Linked DNA regions of Gossypium hirsutum: region 1 is linked to region 2. The links are chromatin contacts, called in public Hi-C maps. All regions are on one chromosome and are shown on one strand. Each heading gives the region's core, a stretch centred on a gene start, on an enhancer-like site or on the middle of the called end of the contact. The rest is flanking DNA. Distances are from core to core; before and after follow the strand shown. Region 1 holds the start of LOC107901402 (transmembrane emp24 domain-containing protein p24delta5). Region 2 holds the start of LOC107901400.

Region 1 (7,222 bases), core at 907-3,406, 130 kb after region 2:
GAATTGTGCCCTAACGTATTGGGCCGCAATTTCTTAAATCTTGAATAAATGGATATTCTTTTAAATTTTTATTACACTAGTATTTTGGCCTAATTCATTTTTGGGGAAAATTAGAATGTCGTGCCCTAACGTATTGGGTATGGTATTTTCTTTCTCTTAAAAGATAAAGGTTTTAATACGTAACGTTTTTAAGTTTTTGCTAAGGATTATATTTCTTCAAATTTTCGACATTAAGACATTAATTAATTAACTAGGTACCGATTTTGGGCGTACGAGGGTGCTAATCCTTCCTCGTACGTAACTGACTCCCGGATCCGTTTTTCTAAAACTCGTAGACCAAAGCCGTTTTTTTAGGTGATCCAATCACACCTCAGTAAAAGATTGGTGGCGACTCCCAATTTTAACTTTCATTTTTTTTTAAAAAAAAGTCGACAACCTAAAATTTTTATTTTTCAAAAAATGGTTTCGACATGTATAAACTACGAATATATTAACCAATTATATTTAATCATTAATGCATATATATAAACTATTAATATATTATATATGATATGATATAATATAGCATTCTATAATATAATATGAAGAGCACAGGGACTTAGAGCATATTTCAACCATAATAATAAACAATAATATTTAATATTTAATATATTATGTACTACTATTTTAGTATGTGATATATTATTACATAATGTAATAATATATTTCAAAACTATTAATACATTTATATATATGTATATATAACTATGAGTTAGACCCAAAATCAAAATCAAATTTACCAATCGATTTGTTTGAATTGGCTCAATTTGATTGTTTAACTTGGTTTTAATGTTAGCCGTTAGTCAACTAACGGTCACATCAATATGTCCCTTAAAAATAGATAAATTTGACAAAAAAAATAAATGTTAGAGATTAAAGTGCTCCAAAAAAAAAAGATAAAGAGCCAAAGTGAGCAAACAATCAAACGTTAGGGGCTATTTTTAGTAGTATGTCTATAATAATATAGTAGTAATTATTACTAAAACTTTAATACATATACATATATTACTATGATATATTATATATTTGAATAAAAGATATAGTATTACATAATATTATAATCTTTAATCATTAATGCACATATATAAATTATTAATATGTTATGTATTATACGATATAATATAGCATTATACAATATAGTAGTAGGGCCAACTTTCAAATGTATAAAGAACTTAGGGACTTAGAGCATATTTCAACTAAGATAATAATAAACAATAATATATAATGATAATTAATATATTATGTATTACTATTGCAATATGTGATATATTATTACATAATGTAATATTATATTTTGAAACTATTAGTACTTATATATAACAATTCATTAATCCGAAGTAAAAATCGAATTTACCAACTGATTTATGTGAATTGGATCAATTGATAGATTATATACTATTGCATAATATAATAATATATTATATGGGAAGGGATCCATAAATAGTTTTACACCATTTTGTATCTTTTTGTACAATTAATATTTTAACAATTTAATCGAAGAATTTAACAATATAGTTGTACTTGCCATGCATGTAAATTTTCAAGCCGATCCAATATATCTATCATATGGATATAAAATACTACATATATATATTAATATTTATTGAACGATTGAAATTTTTTAAATAAAAAAATTGTTATAAAATTTTAATTTATATTAAATTTGTCATGTATGATCTATATGAATGAAATATAAAATGTGAAGATTGGATCGATAAAATATTAATCGAGAATGTAAAACTATTTTAATTTTACATCGATGTAAATGGATCCCTCCCTATGATATATAAGTATTCCTAAAAGTACTAATACATATATAATATGATAGGAGATAACTTTCGTATATCATTTCCATTAAGGATTTAATGGAGGGTGACAAAAACAGAATCAATTCGAAAACATTTATTATGAAATTAAAAGTTCTGTAGTTTGAATATCAAAATAAAAATACGCTAATAGTTAAGGGACTAATAATAGAATTTACTCTTAATTAAAAATAGCGCATGGTCGTGGCTTTGACATTGCAATTCAATCCTAAAATTTCTTAGCTGGAACATTATTATTGGTTGATCACAGCAACTCTTATTGACCTTTCTCTTCATTGTCCCATACACCAAACTCACTCCCAGTTATCGGCGCGTCTTTTCCACCGTTTGACTCTGACAACTACGAGTCTACGACTAGCTATCAAACCCAGCAAACATATTGAAGTTAAAAATAAAGAAAAAAACAGAGAAAGGAAGCGAAAAAAGTCCTTTTTTTCTGGGTTTTGTTCGCCTTTAACAATGAACAAAGGCATGGTTTTTGGCGGTCGTGCGGCGTGTTTTCTGCCTATAATCTTGGTACTATGTTTAACGAGGAACAGTAATATATTACCGGTTGCTGAAGCTATATGGTTAACGATTCCAAGTTCAGGAACCAAGTGTGTTTCCGAGGAGATCCAGAGCAACGTTGTCGTTTTAGGTGATTATTATGTGATCGATGAAAACAACCCTGATCATATCCCCACCATCTCTGCCCGGGTAATTCTTTTACCTTTTCAACCAAATTCTCCATCTGGGTTTATCTGAGTTCTTCATTTTTCTTTTTACAATTTCAATACTTGTAGTTTAATGGGTTTGCAACTTTTGACGTTCTTCATCTGAAATTTTTGTTGTTGAAGCTTTTACTGGTTTAGTTGATCAGTGATTATGTTGCTACTTTTTATGTTTTGTTGATACAAGGTTTGAGTTTGGTGATCTGACGCGGTTCACACTGTGTGTCGAGAATTTATTGGGAAGATGATTTGGAGAGTTTGGAGAGTGTGGCCGGATTTGGGTAGAGTATCGGCCTTGTATTCAGCACCTGCCTCTTCCTGGAGATGGAGGAGAGAGCTTATATAGAGGAATTTGAGTGCTATTAGTAGAGCATTGGAGTGCTCTACTAGGGTGTGATTGTGTTGAGTAGTAGAGTCAGCAGTAGAGTCTTGAGCGATTCTATGAAATGTGTTTGGGGGAGCTTTTGAGTGGACTCTAATGCGACTTGGTGGTGGCACCCATGAATGGCGTGTGCGGGTTTGGCGAGCCTCTCTGGGCGAGGGGTTAGGTATAACAATGTTCGATTTTAATGTCATATATCTTGGCTTAGCCTTACTATGGGTATGATTTTGTATCCTTTTGCAAGTGTCGAGGATGTCTAGAATCTGTATTTATGGGGCAAGTCATATCCAAGGGTAAGCCTTTGCTTAATCTTCCTTTTTAAATATGAATGGGAGTTCTTTTTGGCTAAGGTCAGAATTTACCCTTTGATACTTTAGGATCCTTCAATGGATCCGTATGAATATTGGCAGAATAAGTTCTTTTCTTCAGTTTAAATTATAAGTATATATTTTTAATCCTATATGCAGTTAGCTGATCCATGAACATGGGGATAAGATATGTGCCTTCAGGTCCTAGGCCACCCCTCAAGGGAAGTCTTAGGTGCTTCTTTTTGTTTCTTAATCTGCAGAAGAACTATCCTTTCTGTTTGATGGAAAAGTCTTGAGGGTGGAAAAAAATAAAATTGTTTGGTTACCTTGGTATTGTTGAAGAATCCCTTTAACTTCGAGGAATTGTAAAAGTAAAATTAATTGGTCATTGAGGCTACTTTTGCATTTGATACTCTTTGTGTTCGGGTTGACAACTATGACAACTATCTGTAGCTCAGCCGAAACCAAATTAGATGAGGTCATCTACATGGAATTTTCTTCCTACTATCCTCGAATGATTGATATTATTGAGTTTGAAATGAACTACAAGCAGTAAGATATCTTTCAATAAGTTCAGATTCAGGTACTTAGAGAAAAATGAAGAGTTGGAGCGATATTGAGATCATTGATTTTAATTTTTATATGTTTTGGAATTTATCAGGGAAACTCATTCCAACTATCAATAGTTTTAACATGGTGATGCACATATCGAATTAGTAATTTACTTTCAAACTTACAACACCTTATATCTTGTTCTTTAGGTAACATCCCCTTTTGGGAACAATCTTCACCACAATGAAAATGCAACTCATGGTCAGTTTGCATTTACAACCAGTGAGTCAGGCAATTATCTAGCTTGTTTCTGGAAGGATGGCAGTCACCAAAAGGATTCCGAACTAACTTTGGGAGTTGACTGGAAAACCGGAATTGCTGCCAAGGATTGGGAATCAGTTGCAAAGAAAGAGAAAATAGAGGTGAGATCCTTGATGTCCTTTCAGTTGAAGTTTCACATGGGACTTAAATCTCCATACCCATCCAAATTTCTTATGCATTATTATATTGCTTTCCATAGGGTGTTGAACTTGTTCTTAGGAGACTTCAAGGAATAGTGGAAACCATTCGCGGTAACCTAATCTATCTCAGAGACAGGTACTCTTCTTATCACACCTAAACTGTAGTTCAAGGTGTGAACATTATAGTGAAAACCCAAATCACAATTTATCGAAATAGCTTGAAATAAAAGCCTTAAGAAACTCAATGCTTAAAGGATCTGTTCATAGGTTCACAAGGTTTATACATCTTTATAGTATGAACATATTCAAATTAAGAAAATGTTAAAATAACATTTGCCTTTCTTTCCTGGATATCTTACAGAGAAGCAGATATGAGAGAAGTAAGTGAAGCAACAAATGCTAGAGTGGCATGGTTCAGTATCATGTCCCTTGGTGTCTGCATCGCGGTTTCGGTTTTGCAGATATGGTATTTGAAGCGTTACTTTGTAAAGAAGAAGCTCATCTAGATTATATACACAAGTAGTTTGTGAAGCAAAGTTAAAAATGTCTTTGAAGAACTAGAAAAAGGAAAGATAGAAGAATTCACTTAATTCTTGCTGTACCATTGGCTTCCTTTCATTTCCTGCTGATTTGGGAATGAAGATTGGTGATGGTTTATTGTTCAATGGTCATATGAAAGTCTTCTTTTTTAAATCTAATTTATGGCACTTCCATTATGTATGTTGATGAGTGACAAGTGAAAAGAACAAATTAGTGGATAGTTTCAATTATCTCTAATCTTATCTATCCATTAGGTGAGGGATATTACCAGCAGTCCTGAGTGGGAGAAGGCATACCAATATGAGATACCTATTTTAGCTAAAGAACTCTCTGATGGCACCGAGGTTAGCCCCTTTTAGTTTTTTTTCTCTCTGGTTCGGCTGCATTAGTGCCTGGAAACTTGTATTATGGATGATTTTCTCTTTTTACTAGTTGGTTTGGTTAGCAATTTTACCAAAAATATCTTATATTATTGATTACCCCTTCTAGACCACACACCTCTTTAACATCCAACACATCTTTGATAACCTCAATCTTAGCTTTAGGAGGTTGCTGCACTTGGTCTGAAATTTCAGCTACATTGCTATCAAAACCCTCAAAAGAATACAATTCAAGAATATTAAAAATTGGGTTGATATGCAAATCAGAAGGCAACTTGATCGCATAAGTATTGGAGCTTATTTTGTTCAGCACCTTACAAGCCCTAACTTTTTTTTGACTTCAACTTGTGATAAGTGTCATTCAAAATCCTCTCTCGTCTCAAATGTATGGTAACTAAGGCTCCCTCTTCAAACTCCTTAACCCGATGATGTAGCTTAGCAGCATTAGCATAATTCTCATTGCTTGCTTTCATGGCAGCCATCAGCCCTTGATGAACTTCTCTTAAATGATCGGCAAAGCTTCTCCATCATCACTCACCCTAGTTCCAAGTGGGAAAAGAACCAAGTCAAGTACATGTTGAGGTTTGAGTATGTAGGCCGCTTTAGAAGGTATCTTCTTAATTGTTCTATTCACGGAGTTGTATGTGAACTCAAAACTCTTCATATGATTTCCGACAAGACACCTAAGCATATTTTTCAAACTTCGATTAACAACCTTCGTTTGCCCATCTGTTTGTAAATGAAAAGTGTTGGAATTATTGACGAACCTCTTATAAAATGAAGTCAACCCATGAATGCTTCGAACATCTTTAAAATTTTATGGTCCATGCCATTCTCTGATGGACATACCTTCTTCAAATATGGTTTTATGCCCTTAGCAAAGACCAAAAAAAAAAAAAACCCAAAACATGACTTCTTCACACAAAAAAGTACAGTTCTTCAAATTCATATAAAGCTCTTTTTTCAACACCTGCAAAACTTGTTGCAAGTGAGATAGGTATTCTTCCTTGCTTTTACTATAAATCATTATGTCATCGAAATAAAAAACAACAAAAGGAATTCAAAATTTTCTTAAATACCTCATTCATGACCCACGTAAATGTGTTTGGTGCGTTTGAAAGGCCAAAGGGCATCACTAACCAATCATAAAGATCGCCAGGAGTCGTGAATGTTGTCTTCCATTCATCTCAACCTCTCAATCTGATTTGGTGGTACCAGCCCTTCAAATCAATCTTTGAGAACACCTTAGAACAAGTCGTAACATTAGTTTCACGAGCCTTACATTTCACCAAGAAATTAAACTCATTAAGATAGGAACTCTAGCTAGCATGATGGTTTTTAGCCTTTTTTTTCCAAACTAAAAAATTCCAATACTTGATGTTTTAAGGCTAAGAAACTAATAATGGTAAGCATGGGGAAATAGAAAGTTCACTAGAAAAATTTCAAAAAAAAAAAGAGAAAATAGTGGAAAATATCTCTACATTGCAAATCTGCAGTGGGCTCGAACATTACAGGTATATCTACAACAACTTCCTCTGTCATTCTTAAACCAACTCCGGAAGTGGTGGAGTGACAGTGGTCGGTTAAAGCTCAAGTAAGGCATATCCTCTTTTTATCAAAATGTTGAGTGGTGTAGAGATGGTGGAACTAAGGACGGGGTCTTTGCTACAATTGTGATGAGCCCTACTCGTTTGGACACCAGTGTAAGAAGTTATGTTGGTTGGAAGTAGAAGATCATGATGACTGTATGTCAAATCAAAGCGAGGATAGGGAACCTGTAATCTCCTTACATGCGATAACGAGTCAGCAAGGTGCTCGGACTATGTAATTACGTATTGTAAAGCAGGGACACCTAATATTAAGATTAGTAGATTTGGGAAGCACCCATAATTTCATTAGTATTACAGCAGCCCAACCCCTAGGATTGTCAATCCAAACTCAAATTGGGTTGAGTGTAGCAGTTGACAATAGAGAAAAGGATTTCATTAAGGGAATATATCAAGAGGTACCATTTAAAGTCTATA
Region 2 (7,422 bases), core at 4,900-7,399:
GGTTTTGCAGTGGATCATCGATCTGTGAGGAGGAGCAACAGCCAAACTCATTTTCTCCTTTTTCTCACCGATTTCGTTATTTGGGTAATAAAACTGTTGACATCGTTGAAGCAACGGCCTTAAAAACATGTTTTTTTTTTTTTCTAAATGGTCATAAAAACAGGTAAACAGTAATTGGCGGTTTTTTTTTCATTGCCAATCGCCACTGCTGAGATTTTCATTCTTTTAATTTTTTTTATAATAAAAATAAAATAGGAAATTATTTTATTCACAATTTTCAATCAAAATTAATTTTTTTCAAACCAAATGTTAGTTGCTTGTTATACTTTCTCCAATAGTGTTATTTGATTTTTCTTTTCTTTTTTACTTCACTCTATTTCCATGTTTTATTTTGTCATTTTAATTTTTTTATTATTTTAGCTCGCAACTTTTAAAATTGAGTCTATTGATTTTTTATAAAAAAATTGACTAAATTATTAAAATTTTAATGACATTAATATGATAATTCACGTGACATTTCATGTATACTTTATTATTAATATAAATAAATTTTCTAAAAGTTCTTATAAACTTTCTAAAATTTATTAATTTCTTTTTAATTTTTATGAATTGTACAGAGACTGTCATGTTAGTGACCACGTCAATGCCGTTGAAATTTTAACAGTTTAATCAGCTTTTTTCTAAAAACAAACAATTTGACTAAATTTTAAAAGTTAAGGATCAAAATAACTAAAAAATTATAAATAAAAAAATAAACATTAAGGACTAAATTTATTATTATGCTAAATAAAATCAACTATGATATTTATTTTCACGCCATTATTTTTCTAATTTCATTTTTATATTATTTGTGAAATGTTGATTTAGTTAATATATATATAAATGATGAATTAATATTTTTCTATTTTAATGAATTGTTTATAAATAATTATAATGAAAGAGCCATTTGGCCTAAACAAGCATTGACTACCTAATAATATAACATGTGGTTCAGATAATAAGACAAAAAGAATTTGACTTTTTTAAGAACCTGACTCTAAAATTTTTAAAAATTATAAAAATATCTAATTTTAAGATTAATTATGAAAATGATTTGATTTCTATAGTAGAGTTAGGTGCCACTATTTTTTCAGGCGGCACCACCCTAAAAATCTTCCCAATCATGCTTTATCATTACCAAAACAAAAAAAGATTGATGTCGCTTGACAAATTGGTGACACCGAACTGAAACATGTAGTGGAAAAACGTTCAGGGACTTGATTAAGTAATTACCCTTTTAGAAATCACCTGATGCAAATTCGCCTTAGCTTGCCTACAGTTTCACATGCATTGCTTAGCTTGAGAGGTTCCATCAGAAAACCCTAAATGAAACTCTCCGGTCACTCCTTCCCCCTTCCCTTCCCTGCATCAGTTGGTCCATATTTTTTAAAATATTAATACGATTTTTGAAGGCCCAAGGACGACATATTCTAGCCTATAAACCGGAAAAGCCCAGCTGAAGTCTCAAATTGGGTTTTTTCTTTACATCACACTTTCAAAAACAGGTAAAAGTAATATAGACTTCTTTGCTTTTTCTATTAGAACACGGTAAATTAGTTCGATTAAACAGTAAATTAATCATTTTGTTAAAAATTTTATCTATTTCTATTGTTAAAAATTGGTCTCTATATGTTGGTATGAGTATCATATGGTATACCATGTATAATTATCTGGTTATTTCATCAACTACATTTGTTTTTAATTAATTGTCCCATTTTTTAGTAAAGGGGGCAAAATACAATTTGACTTCTAATACAATGTATTATTGCAAATTTCATATTCAAAATTTGAAAAAGATAATGTTAGAACGGATAGCATGAATCTCAAAAATATTGATCTTCATAAACCATAAAACAGACATAACTATACAAATAAGAAATATATCTATGTTTTTTTATTGGACTTGGCTGCTCAAATTTTATTTTTGGTAAATTACAAAACTATTAACTATTTCGCTTTAAAAACTTTTAATTTCGTCCCTAATATTTTTGATTGGTTCTATTTTAATCATCTCGAAAATGATAACATAACTTTTTTGAATTGGTACAATAACACACATACATCCTCTCTATTTGGATGTTAATTCTAAATAGTCGAACAAATAACTACAAAAATTTATTTAGCCCCAAAAGCTATTTGGATTTCTCATCTTCTTCGTTGTTTTCACCTAAATTTTCTCATCTCCTTACCATCATTCATCACCTTCTTTTTACACCTAACCTTTTTTTTCTTTATGTTTTACTAAAATCCATTATTTTTCCTTGGTTTTTTTTATAATTAGGGTAAATTACTTAGTTGGTCACCCAACTTTTAAGGCATTTTCATTTTGGTCACCCAAAATGAAATTCTTACAATTTCGTCGCTCAACTTTTAAGACGATTTCATTTTAGTCACCCAACTGTTAAATCTCTAATGGTGGTTAACTGCACACGCCACATCATGTTCACGCTTTTATTTTGGTCACCCAACTTCTAAGTCGCTTTCATTTTGGTCACTCACAAAAAACTCCTTTTCTAAAATATTGATTGGGGTAAAAAAATTAGGGACTAAAATGAAAAAAATAATGGAAACTAAAATAAAACATTGAAAATTTTCAAATTGTATTTGTTTACCACATTATAGAAAATTCTAATTTTTTTAATATTAAAATTTTAAATTTCAAAACATACAAATCAAGTAAATAAATTGTTAAAAAAGAATCATCCCTTGATAATATTAATTGATTTGTAATTGTAATATTGAAGTTATTAAATTAATCTCCTTCTAAATTTTAAAATTTTATTTTATGTTTCCATATTATTCTTAATAAAATCAACTCGATAACTCGTATTTAATAATTGTTGACGAATTTTAACTTTCTTTTGATTATATAATCTTCAATCTTTCATACTAAGATAAAATCAAAGAAAAATATTACAATTAATTAAATTAATTGCAAGTTCTTCATTTGGGTAAAGAAGTGATGAAAAAATTATGGATTTTGTTTGACATGGAATATAAAATCAATTGTAAGGATTTTTCTTTGCTTTTAGCTTAGTATGAAAGACTTGAGGTCATATAATCTAAAGAAATTTGGGTTTCATATAAAATTATTAAAGATGATTTATTTAAGATGATTTTAAATTGGAAACATAAAATAAAATTTTAAGATTTAAAAGGAGACTAAATTAATTAATTTAATTAATTTCAATATGATGAAAACAAATCGATTCGCACTATCAATGTATAAAATTTTTCAATAACTTATTTAATTGATTTTGATGTTTTGAAATTTAAAATTTCAATATTGAAAAAAAATATTGAAAAAAAAATATTTTGAGCTTCCGGCAAGGGGGTAAACAAGTACAACTTGGTAATTTTTAAAGCATTATTTTAGTTTCTACCGCTTTATCCTTAATGTTTTTACCCCTGTCCAAAAATATATTTTTTGGTGACTAAAATAAAAGTATGAACATGATATAGTGTATACAAGTTAACTGTCATTAGAAATTTAACGGTTCGGTGATTAAAATGAAAGCGTCCTAAAAGTTTATTATTTTTTACCGACATCATTTTTTGATTGGTTAGATTTGCTGTATAACGAAAAGAATGTGTTTAAAGACTAAATTAATAGAATTTACAAATGTAGAAGATTAAATTTGTTGAATTATTTAGAATTAAGACTAAAATGATAAAACTTATAAATATTGAAGACCAAAAGTGTAATTGTACCAATTTAATCATTGTCATTTTCCCTCTGTTATAAACAATTTAACAAAAGATGACCAAAACAAAATCAATCGTAAATGTTAGTGAAGAAATCAAGTTTCTGTAGTTCGATCACAATCAAAATCACGTTCATAGTTGGGTGATTAATTTCATTTTTATGGTCGGAGTTTAATGCTCGAAATAATGGTGGAACTCTTTGAGCTCGCTTTCAGGCTCTTTATCATATCTATCTGAACCTCTGCCAAAAAACCCAAATCAACTGACCAAATTCAACACAAACCGCCACCTTCTTATTCAACTGTAATGGTTCATTAACAAAAAGGAAGATCATAGAGAAAACCCACCAACCCCGGAACAGCAATCGATTTTCGTCTTGTTTACAGCCAAGAAAAGTTCGAAGGGCAGCTTGAAAGCAACACTCAAAGATACTGAATGTAAATGACCTTCCTAAAATTTTAGGAATGCAATTCTGATCCCGTCTCCGAAAATGATGAATCATCGGCTGTGGAATTCTGGGCTTCTAATAGCTTCATCTGGCGTTCTGCATGCTCCCTTTCGCAAGCACTGATTCCCATAATGATATCGAGCATTGTACCGGTTGTGCCAAAGAACACAAGGGGTGCTAAAGATTTCCGCTTTATCCCCACCGGAATTGCTAGCAAAGCCCCTGCTACTGAAAACACCCATGTACCCAATGCACTGCAGATATTCCACAACAGTTACATTCGTCACAATACATCTAATGTAATGGAAAACATATAACCAAAGGAAATAAATCTGGAGATCAAGCCACCTTGCTGAGAAGATTGAGATTCACTTCATGAAGGGAAATAGAAGATGAAACTCGATGTATTGGATTGTAGTATGTTCATTGTTCATCCGGACACATATTACAGGTTAAATACTATATACTGAAAAATCCAAAAGCAGAACCAAAATGGTTGGCGAGTGGATCAGTTTAAAAAGGGCTGCAACCAGAATTCAATATACATATTGCTATCTTTACACAGATGCATGCAATCATAAACCATCAGCAATGGTTCAATTCAATGAGTTGCGAATTACTCCAAAACACCATAAGCTGTCATAGTAAATTCAATATATATATTGCTTTCTTTACGCAGGTGCTTAATTGGGCTCTTCTAAAAGTTGCAGAACCTAAAGATAGTGTTGTTCATGTTTCCCATAGTTCAGCTAAGTGCATTTCATTACTTTCCAGAGAATTTCAAGGGTTATAAAAGGTTTCTTAATAACAGTTTTTGTGCCCTAATTTGAAATTTCATTGTACATTATGCTTTAGAAGAAAAGTTGTAATTTAGAATCTTATTTAGAAGCATATGAAGGCCTATGTTCAGTAAAGAAAGTTGGTTCATTATACTTCAGGTTTGAGGGTTTGATCTGATCACTAGACTTAAGAGTCCAGCACATGATCGATTAGAATTGGATTTTTGATGCTCAGGTTTCAGGATGATCATAAATGCCAGATTTGCAAAGGTAGATTGACACGAAAAGTATTGAATAGAGAAGCAAAGAACTATATTTCTGTAACTCTAGTGGTGGGCACAAGCAAGCATGGTGTTCTTGGGTAAGGAGCAGTTGAAAGACAATCATTTTTGGTTATTCAAAGGCATGAGCTCAAGTCAGACCACGCGCAAACTCTTTAGTTTGTCATGTTTTTGCCTGTTCTGGCACTCCTCATTTTGTGAACCTGTCAAGGCTCTCCGTAGAATAGAAAGACAAAACCCCCGACCGGGAATCAGCAGTTAGCATATTGCACATTCTTGCTCTTGAATCTTGCTAAAACCAGGGTTAGAGCCATTGATAGAGAGGTTCACATAAATCCCAATTTCTTGGCCAGTGCAACTCTAAACTAGTCAAATTCTTTATAGAAGATAATTCAAACCAAACTACAAGTAAATAACAAGAATCATTTTATACTATAGAAGCACAAATTGATACCCTAAACCTAACAAGGTTGAATAGATTAACAAGAAGAATGTAAAATTTAGAGGAACAATCAAAGGAGAGAACTAACTTGGAAACTGAGCATTCTTCAAGCTGCTTAACTTCTTGCCCACCCATTTCCTTCTCTCCTAACTATTTGATTTTGACACACGTAAACGCCCCCAAAAAATGAACTTTATATCACCTAAAACGAAAGCCCTAAAACCTGAGAAACCAGCAAATCCCGATTACGTAAAAGAAAATTACTTAACAACAATATTAACCCATCAAAGTATGAATGATTTGAAGCCAACCTGAAATTTGAGAAAGGGCTGATAACAGGACTGCTTCGTTTTCTCTTGTTGCCAACAAACAAAGAGAAAGACGGGTTCTTTTCTCTTTTTTTTTCCAGGTATTTTTGAGGTGATATTTTAACGGGCCTCTAATGGGCCAAAAGTTCATTTCTTTATCATCAATGCCCATTGCCCGATACAGTAGGTTATTCCAAGGACAAGCCTGCTTGCTCGTTTAAAGGTGTTCTCTTTTTTTTTTTTGGGTTTCGATCTTTCTCTGGGCGTACCAAATAAGAAACTTTTTAACCTCGTGATGATATGAATGTTTGATTTTAGTCATCAATGATCACCGGCTATATATATATATGAAAATCATGCATCACGAGGAAAATAAAAAAAATGAACGGGGACAAAGAAAATTTATTCACGTTTGTTTAGATTTTTTTTTTGGATGTGGTACAAAGAGCAAATCATGATCAAGCCTGGAGCAAATGTACATTCAAGATAATATAGAACAAGAGAAACAGAAAGTAATTTAGAGAATAAGGTTTTTATTCATGTCCACTTGTCAAACAATACCAACCTATATATACATAGAGGAATAATAAACTATTTAACAATAATATATTTGAACTTTAAATGATGGATAATAAAGCTGATAATATTACTAAAGAAAAGGAAGAATCCCAACAACAAGATCAAGACGGTTGAAGAATCTTATCATGCCCCCATAAGATGGACAACGTTGAAGCGAGGCCAATCTTGTTGACGACATTAATGAACTATCGGCAAGGTAACGGTTTTGTGAGAGCATCAGCAAGCTGGTCGGTAGTGGAAATATGAGACACACGAAAACAACCACTTTGTACTTGTTCACGAATGAAGTGGTAGTCTAACGCAACATGCTTCATGCGCGAATGAAATATTGGATTAGCACAGAGATGAGTGGCTCTAACATTGTCGCAACATATCATTGGCTGTTGTGGTATGATGACACCAAGTTCAGATAGAAGGGAGCACAGCCAGCGTAACTCAACAGCTGTATCAGCCACGAAACAATACTCAGCTTCGATAGAAGACTGAGCAATCATTTTCTGTTTCTTCAAGCTCCAAGACACGGGATTGCGACCAAGATAGATAATATAAGCACTTGTAGAGGTAAAGCCATCTTTGTCACCAGCCCAATCAGCATCAGAGAATGCATGAAGGGCAAGAGGCGAATGATAATGGATGGAGAGGCCACGACCCAAGGTACCACAGAGATAGCGTAATAGTCATTTGATGATAGTCCAATGGTCAGTCGTGAGTTGATGCATGAACTGCGACAACTTGTTAACAGCATAGGAGATATCGGGTCGTGTTAACGAGAGATACTGAAGACTGCCAACAGTGGTGCGATAGGCAGCTACATCTGCTAACGGGGAACCAAAATGTAATG

The links. A called contact is a pair of places that touch in the nucleus more often than the background predicts.
Region 1: a Hi-C map of leaf shows a contact between it and region 2, with 2.5 times the contacts expected there. The contact joins the promoter of LOC107901402 here to the promoter of LOC107901400 in region 2. A contact is called at or near these places in 9 of 34 Hi-C or Micro-C datasets (hypocotyl, leaf and petal).

What each region holds. Positions count from the first base shown.
Region 1 is chrD06:6,334,700-6,341,921 of Gossypium_hirsutum_v2.1, forward strand. It overlaps LOC107901402 (transmembrane emp24 domain-containing protein p24delta5), which reads left to right and starts at 2,157. Exons shown (of 4, transcript XM_016827394.2): 1 at 2,157-2,561; 2 at 4,027-4,239; 3 at 4,338-4,414; 4 at 4,640-4,998. The coding sequence starts at 2,325. The coding sequence ends at 4,784.
Region 2 is chrD06:6,196,195-6,203,616 of Gossypium_hirsutum_v2.1, forward strand. LOC107901400 reads right to left here and starts at 6,150. Exons shown (of 3, transcript XM_016827391.2): 1 at 6,006-6,150; 2 at 5,783-5,917; 3 at 4,016-4,446. The coding sequence starts at 5,829. The coding sequence ends at 4,203. LOC107942792 (G-type lectin S-receptor-like serine/threonine-protein kinase At5g35370) reads right to left here and starts at 268. Exons shown (of 2, transcript XM_016876510.2): 1 at 1-268. The coding sequence starts at 129.